Linked DNA regions of Mus musculus: all the other regions are linked to region 5. Evidence: chromatin contacts called from public HiChIP or PLAC-seq and promoter capture Hi-C data. All regions are on one chromosome and are shown on one strand. Each heading gives the region's core, a stretch centred on a gene start, on an enhancer-like site or on the middle of the called end of the contact. The rest is flanking DNA. Distances are from core to core; before and after follow the strand shown.

Region 1 (3,930 bases), core at 707-3,206, 930 kb before region 5:
AAGAACTGGGGAGCACAAGGGACTCGTGCCAGATTTCTCAGCACCAGACCAGGCCCCTTTGCTATCTGCCCACCATCCCCCCCTACTGCAGCTCCCTGGCTCTGGTGCTAGCTTTACTCTGTCACCCAGGTCAGCTTGCTGCTTTCCCTGTGCATGGCTGGCATCTGTAGGAAGCTGATTGGATGTAGCCAGGTGACACTGACCCACCCTCTTCAATGTCCCTTGCTTAAATTGTATTGCTTTGCTTCTTGACTTGGGTAGTGACCGTCCTCACCCAGGAGTCACATTCAAAAGCTTGGTTGGTGTCTCCTTCATCTGCATCCTGGGCACTGAGCTATCCTACCTATCCCTACCATGTCGTAGCCAGTCAGTACATGAGTAGCGAATGAGGGGTGTATTACTAGAGCCACTGTAGTGACGTCTTTGGACCTAGAGTCTGGCTAACTTAGTTGATGCTCGGGGATGTGAGGAGAAGGTTACGTTTTAATGTTTTCAGGGCATCTTGCCCAGTTGCTTTCTGATGGGTCACTGCATAGCTCCAATAAGAAAGAACACTCACTCTACCCACTGCTTGCCAACAACACTGAGTTCGATAATTTTAAACATTTTAAATTTAATTTTAATTTTCTTTTTAAATTTCATTTTACTTTGTGATAGGGATTCCTGTTGCCCAGGCTGGTCTGGAACTCACTATGTAGCTAAAGATGACCCCGAACTCCCAGTTCTTCTGTCTGCAGTACCCTGGTACCAGGGTCACAGGCAGGTATCATCTTCGCACCTGTCCTTCCTGATTTTGTAGTAGCAATATTGCTATGGCAAAATTGAACTGGCATTGTCTTGATTTCTGGCGTACATCCCCCTTCCTTTCCTATGGGCATGGCATAGAGTACCTGACTAGGACTCAGGCCAACTCTAGCCACCTGGGATCTCAGGCTACTGTTCTAGATGCAGCATCCTCTCTGGCAGAGGAGTACTGCCGTCCATCACTCACATCCTCTGCTCTGGTACTCTGGCTGGTTGATGGGATGCAAGTGTCAACTGCTTCAGGAAGGTCTGACCAGCAGGACTCATACAAAAAACTGTCCTGATTGGGGCTTGGTGACAGGTTCCTGTGAGGGAAACCGGTGGTACTCTCAAGTGGCCTATGTCTGGAGTCTTTCAAAGGCAGCACACGGTCCTCAGAGAGATCTGTTCAAACATGTCCCCCATGGGGGGGGGTTGCTGGAGCTTTTGGGTCCTGAAGCCCTCAGACTGGCTGGACTATGAACATGGGGACCTGGCTCTTACCCTCTGACCCTACCTCCTGACAGAGGATGTATCTGTGAGTCCATCTGGTCACCTTGCTGCTGCTTCTGTCTTTTGCAGGGAGTGGGAATGGGGAGATGGGTGGTGGCGCGGGGGGGGGGGGGGGGGGGGAGGGGCAGGTAGTGGAGGCTGGGCCCTGGGCACACAGTAGCCTAGTGTCTGAGGCCCAAGGCCTCCAGGCCTGTTCTTTACAATGCCTTTGTTGTCCTTGTCCCTCCCATGGGTGGGTGGGGTGCATGCGTGTGGGTCTGGGTGAGTTTTGTTTGTGAGCTGCCCCCTGTCTGTCCCCCCCCTCCCACCTACCCCCCCCTCCAGCGCTGAGCTCATTGCCTGAGCTGCTGGGGCTGCCTGAGAGCCAGCCTGCTCGGAGGCCGGCGTGGGGGGTGCTGCCAACAGCAATACAACGTGCATGGCCGCTACAATGTGCAATTGTGACCTTTGTGTAAACGCAGTCGGTCTGGGGCCCGCACGCTTATAAAAATAAAGCGTTGGGAAGCATAGGGGGGGTGGGGGGTGGGAACAAAAGAGGCCTTTTCGCCGGCTCTCTAATATGGTTTTATTTATCGGAACGCGCCCTCCTTCCCTTACTGGAACTGGGAGAGGTTCTCTGCCGAGCTTAGAGCTGATGGTATCACAGCCAGACGGTTTCATTAAACGCACAGACGCCGCCAGGCCTTGCCAGGGGCAGAAGGAAGAGGGCTTGGGGCCAGCCTGCCAGGACCTGTGTGTGGGTGTGGGAGTCCTGTGCCAGGGAGGCACTCCCCCGGGGAAGTCTCTCTCTCTCTGCTAAGGACATCCCATTGCCCTCTTCCAACCACAGAGTCAGGTTCAAAGCCAGCATCCCAGGGAATGCCCTCCACGATTCCTCTACTGCCCCTCAGCTCCTGAGCTAGCAGGCTGGGCTCAGGTTCAGTGCCCGTTGGCACCCAGTGCGGTTCAGTGCCCGTTGGCACCCAGTGCGGTTCAGTGCCCGTTGGCACCCAGTGCGGTTCAGTGCCCGTTGGCACCCAGTGCGGTTCAGTGCCCGTTGGCACCCAGTGCGGTTCAGTGCCCGTTGGCACCCAGTGCGGTTCAGTGCCCGTTGGCACCCAGTGCGGTTCAGTGCCCGTTGGCACCCAGTGCGGTTCAGTGCCCGTTGGCACCCAGTGCGGTTCAGTGCCCGTTGGCACCCAGTGCGGTTCAGTGCCCGTTGGCACCCAGTGTGGTTCTGCCACAGGTGCTTTAGTGTTTCCCACTGTGATCTGGATACCCTCCCCCTACAGCCAGCTCCTGGGAGGCAGTCTCAGTGTCGGACCTTGCTGTCTACCCTAACTGGAAGCCCAAATCTCGCTTCACCTTCCCGCATCTTCTATAGTCACTCGGTGCCAGCCCCCCTCTCTGTCACCACCTGTGCAGAGGTTTTGGTTTGTCTCTTAGTTTCCTTATGGCCAGAGAGCCTGGCCCAGATCCCAGCCTCCCCATCCTGGCATGGGATTGCTTGGACAGTTCTGAGCCTTTTGAGACCACTGGAGCTCTCTTTGGTCACTTGGGAAGTTAATGACCGTGTTGGGGCTGTCTGGCCTGGGGGCTTGACATTTTGGATAGGGCTGGGGCTGAGTTAGGGCCTGTGCTTGGTCTTCTCAGACATCCATCTCACACTCCCTGTTCATATGCCCTAAGCAACGAACAGGACCCTACCCCTAAACTCATACCCTCAAACCCTCGGTCCTTTTCCCAATGCTCGCATACCTCATAGACCTCATGCTGGTTTCTCACAATATTGCCTGGGACTTGCTAGAAAGACAAGGACCCTACCCAATTCTGCCACATCACGTGTGCAAGAGAACTGTGAAAACATTCTAGGTGATTCCACGGTACCTGCATATTTGAGGGCCACCATTCTAGAATCTGCTCCAACTATACCAACTTGCCTTAGGACAAGGCAGAGAAAATGACTGGCTGGATCCCGGGCCCTTGGGGCTGGCAGGCTGCTCGGGAATCCTTGGCCAATGAGGAGCTCGCACTGTGCATGCTGAGCAGCTCTAGATTCTGCATCCACCGAAGAGAGTGTCAACTCTGCCTCTAACAATGCCGTCGCCTCATAACTGGTTCACACTATCACGTGTGCATCTCCTGTCTTTTCACTGTGTGGCAACCGTGGTGAACTGCTGAAGAAACTGCTCCTGGCCGACTGATGGTGTCTTAGGTGGGAGGGCTTTCTGTGGGTGCCACTGTGTGGCCACCGTGGTAAACTGCTGAAGAAACCCAGATCTACCTCGAACATACTCCCTGCCCTTTGTATTTATCCTTCCATGTTCTCATTCAAATTGCCATTGGTTTGGGAAGGTATTTTTATGTTTTGCTCCAATTGTGTCCCCAGTCCCTAGTGTGTTGTGCAGAAGGCACTCTGAAAGGCTTGTTGGATAAGTGAATGGGCTACCAGGAACCCACTTTCTCTGGTACACCTCACCCAGGTGGCCAGGTAGGAATGGGAAAGGGAAGGTTTGAAGTTTCAGGCTATCTCCGTCTCCACATAGCCAGCCTCAGAAGTGGCATCTGGCCTGTGTGTTATTATTCCAGAATGACGGCCACAACCATGCTCTGGCTTTGTGGCTGTGGAACTCCTGAACCACCACAGCTGAGTCT
Region 2 (4,099 bases), core at 916-3,415, 970 kb before region 5:
CTCCGTCCCCCAGGTGTGCTCAGGCACCGTGCTTGGATCCTGGGAACTACCGGCCACAGCACAAGCATTAAAGGAGAAAGCAGAGCTGGTCCTCTCTCCTATCTTGAGTCCTGTCTCAAGCAGGGCCAGCTCTGAAAGCTCTGTGACCTGAGCTCTGTGCTCTGCAGAATGGCGTTTCACAGCCCTGGGCCTGCAGTGCTCAGGTCCCTCCCTCTCCCTGTAGGATGCCACTACTATTACTTGCCTTGGGGCAACGTGAAGCCCGTGGTGGTGCTGTCCTCATACTGGGAAGACATCAGCCATCGAATTGAGATCCAAAACCAGCTCCTCAGGGTCGCTGACCGCCTGGTGAGTGGGATCCTGTCCAGACACGGTGCCTGGTCGCTAGCCCTGCCAGAAGGATGTGCAGGCAGACTTGTAGAGATGGGGTATCAAGGTGCTGGGGATGCCCGAGGTGGATGTTGGAGATGACTGAAAGATGGAGGGTTGAGAGATAACTGAAGTGTCGGGATATGCCTGGTGTTCTCTAGTTGTGCCAGAAACTTCCAGCCAGCAGCTAGAAGCCAGAAGCTAGGGGATCCAAACTTAGATGGAGGTGGCCTTCATGGCTGCTGAGGGAGAGGTGTGGAGTATGGCGGAGAGACCAACTAAGGAGCATCAAGAGGATGCCATAGGGACAATGGGAGGAAGTGAGAGATGAGGACCGAGGACCATATCTAGCATATCATGGCAAGGACTCAGGGAGGGTGAGACGGTCCTGGGAGGCCAATGGCTTTCTTGGGAGCTCCTGGAACTCAGGCTGCTGGGCCTTGGTACATTTGTCTTGGGGAGATGAGGTGCTTTGAGAGAAATGATCTGGGGTCCAAAGCTGGGAATCTGGGGAGAGGGGCAGAGTGTTTGAATGTGAGAGATATTCTGTGTGGGAGTGAGGAGAGGCTTCAGGGAACCCCTCTGCCCTTTTAGGCTGCCTTATGTTTCATCGGGGCATGCAGGAGAATCTCGAGAGGGCACAGATGTGAAGGCCAAGGGAGGGGTGAAGGATGCTGGGAAGCCGCTGGCTGGGTTAGGCAGTGGCTCCAGGCTCCCTTCCAGGGAGCATCACCCAACTGGGGAAAGTGAGTGTGGCTGCATGGTAGGGATGAGGGGCAGCATGGGGAAGGTCGGGCTGATGAGCACAGTAGGAAGGGAGGCAGAAAGGCAAGGAAGGGGCAGTGTCCCTGAAATTGGCAGCTGCTGGTGGTGGGCAGCTAACGCCAGCGGGGGAACTTGGAGTTGAGACTGCAGAGTCACTGTCCTGCTGTCCTCTGGACTCCTCATTATTCTACCAGAAGACCACAGTTCCCCGACAGCAGGAGCTGAGTCTTCTTCCTAGGGTTTGTCCCCCAGGGTGGAACACATATCACATGCCCTGACGTGTGGAGAGGGCTACTTAGGAGACTGAGGCAGCTTTGGGCTGACAGGTATTTTGGAGTTGGCCTTCCAGCCCAGGACCTTGCCCTAGGAAAAATGCCCAGAGAAGGGGATCAGATGAAATGCAAGAGAGTCAGCTCTGGGAGTCTGCTCTTTATGTCTATTGGTGGCTGCATGACTGCTGGGGAAACTGACCAGTGTTGTCTCAGAGAGATCCACTCCCCTGTGGGGACTCAGGCCTGGTGTTGAGGTGGCAGGTGGGAGGGGATGCATTCAGGCTGTGAAAAATTTCTATTTAGCAAAGGACCGCCTCGTGTCCATCCATGTGTGAGACTGGGGATCTGGCTTGAGAATTGAGCCATGGGGATGCGTGGGGCATTCTGGAAGGTTCTGGAGCCAGATTGAGTCTGGCTTTGCCTTGTCCTGCTCCTACTATCTATTCCTTTCTGGCTAGGTAACAGGGCCTGGGGGTTGGGTCCTGCTCCATGGTGATACTCCTAACCTAGGGATGCTTGTTCCCAGGAAGCTAACCTGGAGCAGGTCCACTTGGCTCTGAAGGCACAGTGTTCCTCCGAGGATGTGGACGCCCTGGTGGCTCAGTTGACAGATGAGCTCCTTGCAGACTGCAGGTAGGGGGTCCTTGGCACCTTCAGATGCCTCTCCTGGCTCAGCCAAGGCTGTCTCCTCAGGAGTGTTCGTGTGTGGTGGTGAGCAGAAGCACGTCTCCCAGCCACGCTTGGCCAGCAGTCTGGCCGGTGCTGAGCCCAGAGGTGCTGGAGCCTGCACCGGGAGTTGAAAAGGTGACGTTCAGAACAGGTCATAAATCTCCCCGCAGCAGCAGCAGCAGCTGTGGGCCGGGCGGGCGACCGGCTCACCTGAATGGGACGCATTGTGTGTCTGATCCCCGACCTCATAGCTCCCTGATGGAATCTCCAGGAGAAGCTGGGGTGGGGGCACCCCTCCTTCCCCCAAGGCCATGTTGTCGGGGACCAGGGTTTCTGTTTAGGCTTTCGCTGCACACAGATGATTGTCAGCTTCAGGAAAGGGGGGGTCTGGGAGTGAGGAGGAAAGGGACTGCGGGTCAGCGGCGGGGGCTCCCCTCAACATCTCCTCCACTCCCAGGAGGGCTAGCGGTAGTGTTTCCATGGGAGCTTTGAAGTTGAACTTGGCGTGAAGAACGACTCCTTAATAATATCTAATCAACAAAGGAGTGGTACCGTGAGGAGGCTCGAGTAAAAGGAACCGTGATTACCACAATGACAAATGCAAGGAACCAGGAAACCTGCCCCTCGCCACAGTCGGCTGGTTTTCAGTAGCCCTGCCTCTGAGGGTCCTGGTTTCTCAGTTATGCAACAGACTTGGTCAGAACCACTCTCCTGAACTCTCTGGGGTTCCGAGTGAAGATAGCCATCTCCCTCACCCTATCTTTTTCTTTCTCAGGCTAGCTTAGCTGGAGAACACAGTTGAAGGGCATCAGAGAAATGCTTTCACTATGAGATATGTGAAACTGGTGGCTAGGTGTTTGCATACCCTGGTTAGGAAGTGATCCCAAGGAAATGCCCCTGCCCCACCCTAAACAGATCATTCCTCCATTCTCCATACCTTCCTGAAACCAGGCTCAGCCCTAGCTCTGTTGATAACTTGAGCCCTCTAGGTAGGATGTGAAGCGAGAGGCATGGCCTGTGGGAGCTCAGAGCAGATTCAGACAGTGGAACTCAGGCAATCTTCCCAAAGAGATTCCTTGTGGAAATGCAAAGGTCGGACGTGGAGAAGACACTCCCCAGACCAAGGCATGTAGCCCTAAAATGCCTGCCATCTTCAGGGCTACCAAGGATGGTTGATTTCTAGCAAGGTGGGCTTTAGGGGCTCTGCCAAGGAGAGCTCAGGCTTGGGTACGCTGAGGAAGAAGGAGACTCCTGGGCCAGATGCTTGCTGTGCCTTCAGGACGACAAGAGAGGAGACATAGGGCTGCAAAGTGACCTAAGGTACAGGCACCTAAGGCAGGAGCTGGGGAGGGTGGGTGTGGAGGGAGCAGAGAGTAGCGCAGAGTTTGCAACAGGCACTGTGTGGGAAGTTTGTGTTTATTCTAGTCACCAAGCAAAAACCTCTGATCATACAATTCTCTGAGGGACAAATAAGGAAACCGAGGCACACAGAGATTGAGTGACACACCCAGACCCACATGTCGAGTAAGTGGAAGAATATCCCTCTGCTCCTTTGTTGTAGATAGGACATGGGGCCCTGGAGAGGCACCCTAGCTATGGCCACAGCAGCTGGGTGGGCTTTGGGGCCATTCTCTGAGAGGCTTAGCAGGAGGGGAGCAGAGTGGGGGCCAGGTGATGAGGCATCAGGAAGTGGCCTTGGTCTGGGGGAGGAGGGAATGTGGTGCTGGAGGGGGTCACACAGGGCACAATCATGGGGGTAGCATCTTCTCTCCCTGTGCCTTGGGTGTGCCTACAGAATGGCCGCTGTGCCTAGTGCCCAGTGATGCCACTTCTGGACAGTGGCTGGCAGAATATGGGTTTCTGCGTACTGTTCATGGTAATTGTGGGGTGGAACAGGCAAGTCTGTGGGGCTGGTGGGATCCAATCCCTAGTCAATCTGAGGTGCTGGGACATTGGAGTCTGTGGGACTTGCTCCCAGGCTGTCTTCAGTACCCTCTTAGGGAGGATGTATCTGGAACTCTGTC
Region 3 (4,455 bases), core at 1,163-3,662, 650 kb before region 5:
CTCAGCTTGCAGAAGCCCTATTGTGTTCTCTGGGAGGGGTGCTCCCCAGGGAGGTGCTGGCTCTTCTCCTGCACGGCTTCCTAAGCATATCACTGTTCTCAGGAGAATGGGACAACCCAGGTCCTCTGAGGGGTTTAGGAGTAGCAGATGACAAGACAGCCTAGACGTGTACCCAGAAAAATGATGTTTTCCCGGGTCTGCCTTCATCTTCCACAGCCAGCCATGGAAGGTTCTGGAGCAAGGATCGACCAGTCCTCAGAGTCCGGGAGAGTCTTCCTTTCTCTCCTATAGTCAAGTGGTGCTCTCTTGGGAGGGAGGGAATGCCAGCAAGCTAGGCACTGAGTTATCGGGCAAGTATCAATCGGGATTTCTGAATCCATACATTTGGAGACCCCAGAGTGGCTAGGGTGGGGAACACGATTGAAGGGGACTATGCTAATGTGGGGGAGACCTGTGAGTGTGTAGAAGAATAAGACATTTTACCCCCTTCTGGATATAAGAGAATTGTTGAGGGGTGGGCTCCCTAAAGAAGCGTTCTTCTACCTGAGGCTCTATTCTATCTCCCAACTACACACCTTGGAGTGTAGCTGATTATTCGTGGGGTATTCACAGGAGTTTTCTCTGTGTGCAAGTTCCCCACAGAGCCTAGCAAGCAGCAGCATCCTGCCCTATGTAAGGGATCATGTCTCTCTGAGGGAACTTCTCTCCAGCCCAGTTGTTCCAGGAAACAGGCCCATGATTCCTCCCTCAGTAAACAGATTCCCTGCAATCATGCAAGAACTACCCCAGGAAGGACCTAAACCTAGACGAGGTTTGACTAGTTCTAGACTCTGGCCTCAGAAATCAAGGACGGAAGTGCCAAGATTAATGAAACATTGAAAAACTAGCAGCATATCTATCGAAGGGTGAGTGGGCAGAAAGGAGTTGAGCAGTACCCAGGTTTCTGGTTTGATCAGCTAAGCCACTCATGGGCCATTTGCTGCAGTGGGGTACACTGTAGGGCAAAGAGCTAAGGGGCACCAAAGATGAGTTTCCCTGAAGAGTAGGTTTAGGGGAAGATCAAGGATTTGATGAGTTCCGAGTTGACTGAGACTATGCTACAGCTTCTGGGGGTGGGGTGAGGGGAGTGTCTAGCGGGGACCATGTTGACCAGCAGACAAAAGTGTAGAGCAAAGAGCAAGGGGCTGGAGGCTGAGCCTGGTCAGGATCGCAGGACATAGAGCCTGCAAGGGATCGGGAAAGACATACCCAGGGGAGTGAAAGAAGATGGGGGGGGGAGGGGAGTTCAGATCCACCAGTGTCCACTGTTGAGAGAGAACAGGCAATGAAGAATGAAGACTAGAGGACTAAGGAGATGGCTCAATTGGCAAAGTGCTTGCCCCAGAACCCATATTGCATGTGTCTAACATTTGTAGAGGTGGAGACAGGCAGATCCCTGGGACTTGTTGGCCAGCTACCTTGGCCAATTGGTGAGCTCCAGGCCAGTGAGATGCTCTATCTCAAAAAGCAAGATTAACAGCTCCTAACGTTGACCTCTTACCTCCACATACATGCACACACAGACATGTGTACTCTCCTCCACCTGTACACGTGCACACGTGGGCAAGCACTCCCTTAGACCTTGGGGGAACTGCAAGGTCAGATGTAGGACCCGCCTCTTTTTCCAAGTCAAGTACCTGGAGTTAAGCTCTTGTTGCCACTGGCTATCAATGTGACCTGCTAAAACCTTGTCACTGATGGAGAGTGCCTCTAGTTGTCCCTGGTTGGTCCAGTTTCAGCCTTCTTCCTTTGCTGTGGTTGAGAGAGTCCTGTAGTCCCAGCTTCAGAATCCACAGAGCTTTCTAAACCTAAGTCATCCCCAACAGCCACATAGATCTATAGAGAGCTGGAAGGGAGGGATTGCTGACACCTGTCTCGAAAAGATCCAGCCTGGGACTCTCTCTGGCATGCTGACTCCAGAGGGCAGTCTGCAGGGACCTCACCTCTGAGAGACTCATCAGTATAGCAGGGGACTCGTCTGATGCAACTTACAGCTCATTACTCAACTGTGGGTCACAGCATATGCTGATGGGAATGGAGCTGAGGTTCAGGCAAAGCCCTGCTGTTTTTGGTGATGCAACAGTTGTCCTTTGTGTAACATGGAGCCCTTCCACCCTCCAGCTTGCATTGTCTGGAAGTGACCTCAGGCTGAGCCTGATGACCAGGCAGGTCTGGCCAGGTCTTTATAAGAATTCTAGAGGGAGTGAGGAGGGACCTGTGGGCCTGAGGTAGAGATTGTATGCTGGAGCTGTTACCTCTGGGGTGTGGTTCTTTCTCTGGAATCCTGTTACTCCTATGGGGACTGTTGGATCTCACTCTGACTTCCCTGATCTAGACAGCAGAGACTCTGGCTATAACTCAATGCTTTTTACAAGCTTCTCTGGGAAGCCAAGACTTCCCTGGCAGGCAGAACAGGGCAGCCCAGAGGAGCTCAGCAAGGCAGGACACGGGTGCCAGGACGCTTTCCATCTCTGTCACTCAATAAGCCACTTGCTTCTCACAAAAGCCCAGACACCTGAAGCCACCCTAGAAGAGTGGTGCTTTCAGGATGTGATGGTGGTGAATAAAGAACCTACTGTGCCTGACCCAGGCACTGGGAGGGGATGGAGTGAAGGTTGGGGGAGGCTGCTCCCAGCCAGTCTCTTCCCATTCTCTTCTGCACTTGCCCTTGCTGGACCTGTTGCCTCAGAGACTGGGAAAGTTCTTGTACAAGTGATTTGTCAAGGAAAGGTACCAAGTAGAAACAGAGAAGGCAGAGCAGAACCAGGTCAGGCTGAGATAAGGAAGCAGCTAAGGCAGGGTGGGCTTTCTGTGAAGTCTCAACTTAGACTCCCAGTCTCTTGCCAGCATAGCACCAGGACTCACTGCACCCTGTAATGGCAGACCTGACGTTTTTCCTTTCCTTCACTGATTGGTACTTACTCTTGATGCAATAGTCTGTGTGAAGTGACCCGAGACATCCAAGAGCAGGCTTTCAAGCTACACACTCTTCAGAACGAAGCTCCTGGGACCTGGAGGAAGGAAGCACAGCACCAGCAAAGGGCACTTGTGTGTGACCCGATAGCATCTTTTATGCCACTGGCTCAGGATTATCCCTTGGCTTTCAGGGCGCTGAAGCCTTTGTCCTGAGCATTAGGCAATGCTGTCTGCTGGACCGACCCCACAAACTGATCTGATGCCAGTGAAAGGCCAGCTTGTCTGCTTTGTAAGAATTAGATGAGCAGATTTGTTGCCTTCATACTGAGCATCTGCTTCTAGAAACTTCTCTTTTTTAGATGCTGATGAATAGTTCCTCCCACTGATTCCTGTCACCCTATCCTACCCAACAGAAGAAAAAAAAAACTCAAAAAAACCAGTTGACTATTATCCATTCTCACTCATCCCAAAGTGAACCATGGTGCCCTGGTCTTGGCCTCCCAGGCAGGAACCTGCCTGGATCCATTATAGGGTTTGAATGTGACTTGGGTTTGTCCTGAGAAGTTTGGTGGCCACCCCATCACTCTAGAAATCAGAGTTCCTTTTTAAAATGGATCAACAAGTCTTGACTCCTAAGTCCTCCTTTGTGCTTTGGGACATGAGATGTCTGGTTATGCTGTGACATTTTTGCCATGATGTGTCAAGAATTCATTTCTCTGGGGACACAAGCTTTTCTTATGAACTATCAAAGCTATGCACTGGGGCCAGGTCATGACCCTTCGGTACTGGAGTAAATGAACTTTGAACCTTAAGCTGAACTTTCACGGAGAAGTAATACATGAGGGGACTCTGTTCTCACTGTCCCAGTTTTATCTATCTATCTATCTATCTATCTATCTATCTATCTATCTATCTATCTATCTATCTATCTATCTATCCATTCATTCATTCATTTTAGTTTTTGGCTGTTGGGACGCTCCCGTCAAATATTGTGGAAGCAGTCATCAAGACTAGTTTGTGTCTATATGCATTTTATTGGTATTACACACACACACACACACACACACACACACACACACACACACACATGCACACATGATGTTTTAGCTTTCCCCTGATACCTCTGAACCAGACCTTGTTCTTGGCGAACGCCTTCATTTTCATGGATAGGCAGCAACTGCTTCTCCCATGTCCCCAGCAGAGCTCATGGCTATGCCTTAAAATAACAAGTGGACATTTTACTATGGTCGTGTGCTTGAAGTAGTAACCTGTACTGTCTTTTCCCCGGCTCTGTTTGAAAGTTCAGGTTATAGTAATAGTCACTGTGGAATAGTGGCTTCCCCTTTCTGTTAAGACATTCCTCCCCGAATCAGAGCCGGTTGCCCTGAGCCATCTGAGAGCTAAGACAGAGGCCACATGACTTTGAACTTCTCATTGACGTGTCTTTTGGTCCTCAGCTCTAATTTCATCCCTGTATTCAGCAGGGAGCTTCGTGACTTG
Region 4 (4,078 bases), core at 350-2,849, 800 kb before region 5:
AACTGACCAGTAACCCTACCTTGTCACCTTGCTGTCTTCTCTTACTTCAGGTGGTGTGTTCTTGGGAGCCCCCACAGGGTCCGGATTAGGGTGCCCCCACCCTATGCCCCCTTTGAGCCATCTTTTCTGGAAAGAAATGACTGCCAGATTTTACGTATCTCAAAAGAAGTGTCGCCAACCTTCGCTTTCCATGCCTTGCATTTTGAGCACAACATATGTGGCCTTTTCAGATGCTACCTTGGGCTATGGCTGGTGTCGCTTACGCTGTGTCCTAGTATAGCTTCAGAGAATGAAGAAGGTATTTAACTTTCACCTCCTCAGTTTCCTTTGGCTGAGGGCTTCTCTAGGGAGCATTTCATCCCCAGACCCCTGACCAGAGTCTCAGGTGTGTAGCTGGGACTGACCATCGAGGGCTACAGCCTGATTTTGCCTCAACCTCTCTATACTCTGAGATGCAATCAAGATTTGGGAGTCCCTGGGCTGGAGCATTATACCTGAAGTAGTCACTAGAAGACAGAAGCAAGGTGAGACCCCTGTCTGGATACAGGTTTGTCTCCTGTCCCCTTGGGTCTCCCATGTCTGTCTTTCCTGCCAGCTACCTTCCCACCTAGCTCTCTTTCCATCACTTTTTAAGTTAACAGATTGGGAAAGACAGAATAGTTCTGTTTACCAAAGGTAATGTCTTCCCCTGGGGCCAAGCTTAGATTTTGCCTATTAATAAAAAAGACCCAGGCCCCACAGCTGTAGGCTCCTCCCATGATGTAACTCTCAGTTTGTACAGACCAGGCATCTCTGGTTCTGTAGGGATTAAGATCTATGGAACTTAAGAAAAAGTAAAATAAATCTATCTTTTGTTTCTGAAGCCCAGGGTCTTGAGCGTCCTTTGACATCCAAAGAAACTGTGTGGTTATGTTTGCCAGCTTGTTCAAAGGGCAGAGTCTCACTGTGCAGTTTTCAACGTTTCCTAGGCCTGTCACGTGTCTGGTCATTGGGCAAATGGTAAAATGAGGCCTAAGATGTGGGAGTTACAGCTCTGTAAGAAAAATAAGCAGGAAATATGAAGTAGCCTGCAGTTCTGCCTGGTGCCTGGATCGCCAGGGAAGGAGGGTGGGCCCAGGGCATGGGAAAAAAGTAGGGTATGGAGATTGGGTGCGGCACGTCCAGAGGTTGTCCGCTGATGGCTGAGGATGGGCCCAACACAGGCAGTCGAGAAAGACCTACTGAGTCCCGTGGGTCACGGAAGCCAGCCACGTATCTTACTGCTTTCCTCTCACACTTCAGCCTTTTCTTCTCTGACCCTCACTGTTCAGACCCCATCATCTCCCCCAATTTTGCCTGTGGGAAGTCCCCAGAGACACTGTGGCAGTTCCTTGGGCACAAGAGTCACTTGTGTGGCCAGGGAGCAGAGTTCGGAGTCTGGAAGGGCCCCCACCTACTCTCCCAGCAGCTGCCAAAGACCACCGGGAACATCTACCAGGGAAAAGATTTACGGCCAAGCTAGGAGGAGCGTCTGTCCGAGAAGATACCTACACAGCCGTTCTGACGGCAGGATTTACAAGCTCCTCCTTCATTTGCTACTGAGTGGAAAAATACATTGGGCCCAGAACCGTTAGCTCCCTGCCAAGGCCTGTGACTCACTCCCAAGTCATAAATAACGGGTCCCTCATGACAAAGCAGAGAAGGGAGCCGGGCCCAGGGCCACGTATTTATTAGAAAAGAGAGTGGGACCATTAGTCGGGGGCTTGGTTTCCGGGAAGGAACCACTCTTCACTGAAGGGCAAGAGATCCTTCCATGGGGATTCAGAGCTGACATTTGTCTCCACATCCCTAACGTTCCGTGGGGAGCTAAGGGCCAGCCAGTAGAGGCATCCCGGGCCACCCAGCTCCATGGGATAAGAGGAAGCGTTCCTGTTGAGACCCTGAGGGGGCTTCTGCTCACTGCTGCTGCTCCTGTCCATGTGGAGTTGGTAGAGCAGAGGCCTCAGTGGCCACTGTGATGTGTGTATCAGGAAACCTTTAGTGCCTTCAAGTGTGACCTCTGACAAGTCTCTTTCTGCCCCTACCCACAAAGCATACATTTTGAAAACCTCCAGGGCAGCCATGGGAATGGTGTGGAGGAAGTTGATGAAGTCACAGTGTAGGCATCAGGTGTCATTCATGTTGGTGACAGGCATGGCATAGGGGCAAAGGCAGGGAGGAGGACTCTCTCCTGGTCTCTCTCCATCGCTGGGTGTGCAGGAGAGAATCCAAATGGTAAAACATACAGAAGGGGGCTGTAAATCATTCACAGATTGTCGATGATACCTTTTGTGCTAGACGGAAACAGAGCCAGTGTGATTGAAAGTCCGAACTAATCGCTAATCGTTTCCCTCTGGCCTGCCCTGTGTCCAACATCATCTCTCCAGTGACTCAGGCCAGAACTAGGGCTCTCTAGGTATATATCCCATGTTTCCTGATACCCTGCATCAGGAACCAAGGCCTATGTCTGCCTCTCATTTCATTCCCAAGCCTGCCACCACAGTGCTGGCTCAGGGCCCCACCACCATTCCCTGTCATTTCATTTCCAACTCTTCTTCAGCCTCCTGATGAAGGGTCTCTCTTTCTAAAGCAGCCTGGACCCCACTGAGGCATAGAGCGGCTGCTGCTGCTGCATCAAGCTCCTCTCTTTCTTACTTACTCACTAAGGCCCAAGCTGGCCCTCCACCATGCTCCTTCTCAGAACCATCATCACACCTGTGCCAATACCCAGCTTATCCTGAAGACTGGGTGACCCCTTCCATCTTCCCCATGACTGTGCACTCCTCAAGTCAGAGGCTACCCTGGCTGTCCAGATGCTGACCTATTGAAGGGATGGGAAGAGTTGAAGAAGTGAGGGGTGAATGGCCAGAGGAATGAATGGAGCCATGAATCAGTCTTGCCTTGGTGACAGCCCTTGGCACACGCAGGGATGTGTGCTGAGACCGCTTCTCTGCTCTGAACTCTGCCCTACTTTCGTGGCCTCCTTTTTGGCCTCCAAAGCCAAGGGCCTTAAATATGGATGACTAAGAGACACTCCATGAATGGGATGATGTGTAATCTTCACCGCCTTGTCTCTTTGGAGTGCTTTTTCTATGCCCCACCACCCTGAGCATTTCAGGCCCCAGGTGAGGGTAGGAGCACCGGGTGACATGAGTTCCTAAGGTCCTGGTTTGGGGGTATGGGAGCCATAAGTGCACGTTCCTGCTGGGTTTTCTTATACTCTGTAATCACAGGAACTCAGCATTGAGACAGATTTGCAAAGCCTCCTGAGACCTCTTTGAGTCAACGTCTTCACAAAGCTGAGATCTTCAGAGACAAGGCCCTAAATCCACAATCCTCAGGGCTGGGGGACAAGGTAGACCCAGGATTTTAGATTCCTAGGGCCTAGTCCAGCACTCACTAGTGATCCCTCCCTCTCTGGCTGTTACTTTACCCTTGTCTCTCTTGTCAGTGTCCCACAGACTTTTTCTCATTCAGCTGATGCTGCCCCCCTCCCCCCTCCCCATGGCGCCTCTTCCCATTGCCCGACAGATTTGTCACCTCTCTTTGTGGGTGATGCTCTGCCTTGTTCTTGGCAGGGAGCAAACGACCCCAAGTCCAGGGAGGACAGCTAGCTCTAGGTTGCAGAATCTCAGGGTTTAGAATTAACTTGAGCCTGACTTGGAGCGGAAGTCACTGCATTGTGCTGGACCTACAAGCTTTGCCACCCAAATTCTCAGAACCAAATGGGATCCCCTTGAGGAAGACTTTCAGGAAGTGGTCCACACCCTAGGAAGGCTCAGGATGGTGATGGCTGAGAACAGATGGGGGGCAGAGGAGGGGCCCTATGAACTGGGGTGGAGCGCCACCACGTGGACTTGGGGAGTGGAACTCCTCACCCCTGTGGATCTCCAGTAAATAGGGCAGAGAATGTTCAGGCTGGCTCTTGGGTCTTGGGGTGGAGGCCTTAGTCCTATTTTCCATAGGCCCCATATGGACTTCACTCCCTTGAACAGTCTTCATCAAGAGGTTCTCAACACACCTTTGCCTCAGACCATGCTGTAGGTTGAGTGTTCAGGTT
Region 5 (4,429 bases), core at 1,791-4,290:
AGTTTCAAGGCCAGCCTGATCTATTTGCTAAGTTCTAGGACAAACAGAGAGCTACATAATAGAGAAACCCTGTCTCAAAAAAAAAAACAAAAAACAAAAACAAAACAAAAAACAAATAAATAAATAAATAACACAAATCCTTGAGCCAGAAACAGCAGGTCTCTGGTTCAGCAGGTAAAGAAAGGCACTTGTTATAGAGCCTAGCAACCTGAGATCAATCCTCAGAATTTACATGATAGAAGAAAAGAACATACCCTGCAAGTTTCCTCTGACCTTCAGAGTGTGCTATGGCATCAGCATGTGTGTGTACACAAACACATACATACATATGTACATACACATATGAATGTTAAAAAAGTTTAATCCACATCTTTTTTTAAGATTTATTTATTATTATATCTAAGAACACTGTAGCTGTCTTCAGATGCACCAGCAGAGGACGTCAGATCTCATTACAGATGGTTGTAAGCCGCCATGTGGTTGCTGGGCTTTGAACTCAGGACCTTAGGAAGAACAGTCTGTGCTCTTAACCACTAAGCCATCTCTCCAGCCCTAATACAAAACTTCTAATACTATAGCCAGAGAAAGCAACTAGACCTAATAGGGTCATGTAATAGTTCCTGCACCTTTTTTATTGTTACTAACAATGTCCTCATAAAGTAAAAGACTTCATAATTCACACACACAGAACCAGAAGAAAAAGAATTCAGTTACAATAATGAAAAAAATTGGGGGAGAATAGGTAACATGTTTAAATTATAATGTATATATTACTAAAGCCAAGATACCAACATGATTAAGTTACAATGTATTACTAAAGCCAAGAAAATTAAACAGCAAAATTCAGTTTATACAAATACACACTACTGGTGCTGGACATAGAGCTCAGTTGGTCGAATGCTCACCTGACAGGCAGCAGCGAGCCTGTTCAGTCACTAGCATGACTGTGATAAAACTAAGCTTGATGAGGCTAAACTATAATCCCAGCTCTTAGGAAGTATGATGAAGATCAGAAGTTCAAGGGTACCCTCAGCTAGAGAGCAAGTATGAAGACAGCCTGGAATAAGGGAAACTACATATCCATGCTAGAAATAAAAGACAAAATGTACTACTATTTCACTGAGGGTTAACACACTAAATCACAGTAATCTAAATTAAAGTTATTTATTACATAAAACAACAGCAATCAGAAACCACAAGCAACTCAAGACAGCATGTCCTGATAAGAAATTCTTCCTAAAATTCTGGTGATTCTAAACCCTCAACTTAACAGACAAATTTCTTAACATAACATTTTCAGTCACTCTACTATCACTTTAGTTACTGAAAGCCAAATAGTAATAGCCACTAATAACATATGTAGGAGAATATTAGTGAGTGACAACTGGGCTTTTAGAAAGGACTACGACGAAATGTAAATCACTGGCCTTTCCCACAAGAAAACAGTAAAGGAGAGGAGCACGACCAAGATCATGGTCATGATGTTGATTCAGAGGAAAAGGAATCAACTCTGTGAAAGAACTGGCACAATAAGAAACGGGAGTTAAAAATCACCTGGGGCAGGGGGAAAGATGGGGTTCAATTCAGTGGAAGAGCATTGTGTGGCATTCCAAGGCTCTGGGTTGTGGGGGTGGGCAGAGGGGAGGAAAGACAAACTATTAAGGACAGTTATTTCCAGGAATGACACTGAGAAAACTTGCTTGGCACCAAAAATGGAGCCTGGAGAAGAATGCTGTGCAAGTGAAGCTAAAAGTAAAAGTCCCAGTCTTGGTCACTCGTGACAGGGACAACTCTCCCCATGAAAATGCCAACACTGATTAGTGATGCTCTATGGAGGGAGGCGCATTGATATATATTGTACAAGGAGGGGTAAAGATGATTTTCAACTCATGTACTGAACAGAGACCAGAAAGTACTACAGGAAAGGATTGGAAGGAACTAGTTCTAGGACACCAGGAAACTGAGGGGGGGGGTGTTCAAAATTGGGCTTGCTGAATAATTTTCAACAGGAAGTACAGCAGATGGCAATCCGCAACTAAGGCAGAACAAAAGTAGCGAAGAATCTGTGGGCTGTGCACAGTTCAGCTGAAGAGGGCTTGCCTGGCACACTGCAAGACATTGTGTTCCATCCACAACACCACAAAAAAATTAAAAAGACGGAAAGGCAGGGTGTTCAGTGCAGTGTCTGAGCTGGGAACAAGAAACCCATTTCCCTTCCTCTGCGACCTTGGATAAGTCACTCCTCTTCCAGGCATCTCGTCTGATACAGAGGGAACGGTAACTGTACCCCAGCGGTAGGATTGCTCAACGGCTTCCATAGATGTGTTTGCACATTAACTCACACAATGCCTCACGCTCTGTGTAACAAGTGCAAGGTAAGTAAGCCGAGAAAGGCCGGGTACGTCCTGACATCTCCACGGGCAATGCAGGTGGAAGCTCTCGGAGAAGGTGTCAGGGGAGGGAGCACAGAGCATGTCCAGGTAGTGGCAAGGTCCTGAGACTACACCTGGACTGGGTCGTCCTCACGAACTGGGCTCTCAGGCGAGGGAAGGTGGGAGGACACTTCCTCCAGGACCGAGAAAACCGGGACGCTCTCGGAGGACCTGTGATGGGCAGTTCCACAGCGCGCAGAGCCGGCGCTTGCTCCTGACTGAAGAGCAGCTAACCAAAGGGAGCGGCGGCCCAGTAGAGCCGCGCCTCACCCTTTCTCCTCAGAGTAGCTCCCCAGCAGGGCCTCGCCCAGGACGCGGGACACCCGCGACTCTCCCCACAGCCAGCCGCCGCGCTCCGCCTGCTCCAGCCGACCCGGCCCCGCCCCAGTACCTGAGCGTGGGCCCGATGCAGGCCGTGTCTGTGCTCTCGATCTCCCTCAGGATCCGCTCGTGCTCCGCCGCCGTCTCCAGGCTCTCCTCCGCCATCTTCGCCCGCTCCATCGCAGGGCGCTGCCGCGCGGCCCTCTCTCAGCGAGTACCCCACGATCCCTCTGCCCAGGATCTGCGGCCGCTGGGCCAGCACCCCGCAGCGCGACCCCGCCCTCGGATGCCACGCCCCCTGGCGTCAGCCGGGCCGCGAGCGTCGCGCGCAGCCCACTGGGATTCGTAGTTCTCTGGGTCAGGCTGAACTGGATTCTGCCCATTCACACACACTGAATCTGCGCAAATTGCCTCTACTTTGATATAGATGCAGAGCTTTACGACACATGTATACAGTGACATCAAATCAGGCAGTGGTACTAACCCAGCACATTTTTTTAAAATCGTTTATGTGTATTTTGCTTGTATGTATATCTGTGCACTACATGTATGCATGGTACCCAAGGAAATCAGCAGAAGGTGTCAGATCACCTGGGACTGGAGTTACAGATGGTTGTGATGTCACTAGTAGGTGCAGGGAAGAACCACAGTGTTCAGTGTTTATCAGCTGAGTCTTCTCTCCAGCCCCTAATATGAAGCCCAGGCTGGCCTTGCACTCATGATCATCCTGTTTCCACTTCTTCTTCTTCTTTTTTTTTTTTTTTTAGATTATAATATAATTATAAGATTTCTCCTTTCCCTTTCCTCCCTTCAAAGCCTCCTACATACCCCTTCCCCACTCCTCTTCAAATTCATGGCCCCTCTATTCACTGTTATTGTATGCATATATGCATATAAATATATACCTAAATATGTTCAGTTTGTATAATGTAACTTGAATGTATGTTTTCAGTACTGGCTGTTTCTGCCTCCACCTCTTAATCATTTCCTATGAGCAAGACCCACCACAACCAGCTTTCTTTTCTTTTCTTTTTTTCTCTTGAGAAAAGGTCCCATTATGTAGTCCTAGATAGAATTGAAATTCATTATGTAGATAAGATTGGCCCTGAACTCACAGATACCTACCTGCCTCAGCCCTCCAAAGTTCTGTATTTAAAGACATCTACCACCACATTTGGCCTTTTTTTATTATTAAAATAAAATTACATCGTTTTTCTACATTCCTTTTTCTTCCTTCCAGTCTACCTATGCACCCCTCACCTCCCACCCCAAAATCCTGGCCTTCTCTTCTCTAATTGTGTGTGAAGATGTGGATGTGTGTCTACACATAAATATACAGTTACAAGCTACTGAGTTGTTCAGTGTTGCATATATGTGATTTCAAGGCTGGCCACTTGGCATTGGATAACCAGCATAGAGGGCTCCCATAGAGAAAGACTCTCTTTCTCTCTCTCTCTCTCCTTTACTTGCCTGTAGTTCATAGGTGAATCTTCCCTGTAGTTTTTAGGAAACACAATCTCACAGCACATTTCCTGATCCTCTGGCTTTGAAATCTTTCTGACCCTCTCTTCAGAAATGTTTCCTGAGTCTTGGGTGCAGGAGTTGTGTTGTAGATGTAACCATTGGGACTGAGAACTCCATGGTCGTTCTTCTCTGTATTCTGACTGTTTGTGGTT

What was found. Promoter capture Hi-C pulls out the DNA fragments that hold promoters and counts their contacts. HiChIP or PLAC-seq counts read pairs in DNA pulled down with a chosen protein or histone mark.
Region 1: a contact with region 5 is called in a promoter capture Hi-C map of hippocampal neurons, with 3 times the contacts expected there. The contact joins the enhancer-like site here to the promoter of Exoc6b in region 5. A contact is called at or near these places in 5 of 39 promoter capture datasets (the 3T3-L1 cell line, cranial neural crest, hippocampal neurons and 1 more) and 2 of 115 datasets of contacts at active chromatin or transcription factors (astrocytes and stem cell-derived neural progenitor cells).
Region 2: an H3K4me3 HiChIP or PLAC-seq map of embryonic limb bud shows a contact between it and region 5, with 5 times the contacts expected there. The contact joins the enhancer-like site here to the promoter of Exoc6b in region 5. A contact is called at or near these places in 4 of 39 promoter capture datasets (the HPC-7 cell line, cranial neural crest, frontonasal cranial neural crest and 1 more), 9 of 115 datasets of contacts at active chromatin or transcription factors (astrocytes, differentiating embryonic stem cells, embryonic basal ganglia and 6 more) and 2 of 9 other capture datasets (adipose tissue and liver).
Region 3: a promoter capture Hi-C map of hippocampal neurons shows a contact between it and region 5, with 3 times the contacts expected there. The contact joins the enhancer-like site here to the promoter of Exoc6b in region 5. A contact is called at or near these places in 3 of 39 promoter capture datasets (the 3T3-L1 cell line, hippocampal neurons and liver), 3 of 115 datasets of contacts at active chromatin or transcription factors (astrocytes, embryonic forebrain and neural tube) and 1 of 9 other capture datasets (liver).
Region 4: an H3K27ac HiChIP or PLAC-seq map of the NIH/3T3 cell line shows a contact between it and region 5, with 5 times the contacts expected there. The contact joins the enhancer-like site here to the promoter of Exoc6b in region 5. A contact is called at or near these places in 2 of 39 promoter capture datasets (the 3T3-L1 cell line and hippocampal neurons) and 4 of 115 datasets of contacts at active chromatin or transcription factors (the NIH/3T3 cell line, astrocytes, embryonic forebrain and 1 more).

The regions. Positions count from the first base shown.
Region 1 is chr6:84,133,260-84,137,189 of GRCm38.p6, forward strand. All of the region lies in intron 32 of Dysf (dysferlin), which reads left to right. Among named protein-coding and RNA genes, the nearest start is that of Dysf, 120 kb to the left of the region's middle. Within about 2 kb of position 1,957, at least 54 of the 459 cell types and tissues checked have an H3K27ac peak or open chromatin away from gene starts, as enhancers often do. A contact at or near this core is called in hippocampal neurons, where this site is marked.
Region 2 is chr6:84,099,931-84,104,029 of GRCm38.p6, forward strand. Dysf (dysferlin) reads left to right here. Exons shown (of 55, transcript NM_021469.3): 21 at 224-348; 22 at 1,933-2,039. Among named protein-coding and RNA genes, the nearest start is that of Dysf, 83 kb to the left of the region's middle. Within about 2 kb of position 2,166, at least 7 of the 459 cell types and tissues checked have an H3K27ac peak or open chromatin away from gene starts, as enhancers often do. A contact at or near this core is called in embryonic limb bud, where this site is marked.
Region 3 is chr6:84,417,434-84,421,888 of GRCm38.p6, forward strand. Gm10445 (predicted gene 10445) reads right to left here. Exons shown (of 4, transcript NR_046063.1): 2 at 4,090-4,171; 3 at 2,962-3,050. Among named protein-coding and RNA genes, the nearest start is that of Gm10445, 4.2 kb to the right of the region's middle. Within about 2 kb of position 2,413, at least 24 of the 459 cell types and tissues checked have an H3K27ac peak or open chromatin away from gene starts, as enhancers often do.
Region 4 is chr6:84,265,357-84,269,434 of GRCm38.p6, forward strand. No RefSeq gene overlaps it. Among named protein-coding and RNA genes, the nearest start is that of Gm10445, 160 kb to the right of the region's middle. Within about 2 kb of position 1,600, at least 68 of the 459 cell types and tissues checked have an H3K27ac peak or open chromatin away from gene starts, as enhancers often do. A contact at or near this core is called in the NIH/3T3 cell line, hippocampal neurons and pancreatic cancer cells, where this site is marked.
Region 5 is chr6:85,066,473-85,070,901 of GRCm38.p6, forward strand. It overlaps Exoc6b (exocyst complex component 6B), which reads right to left and starts at 3,041. Exons shown (of 22, transcript NM_177077.2): 1 at 2,824-3,041. The coding sequence starts at 2,933.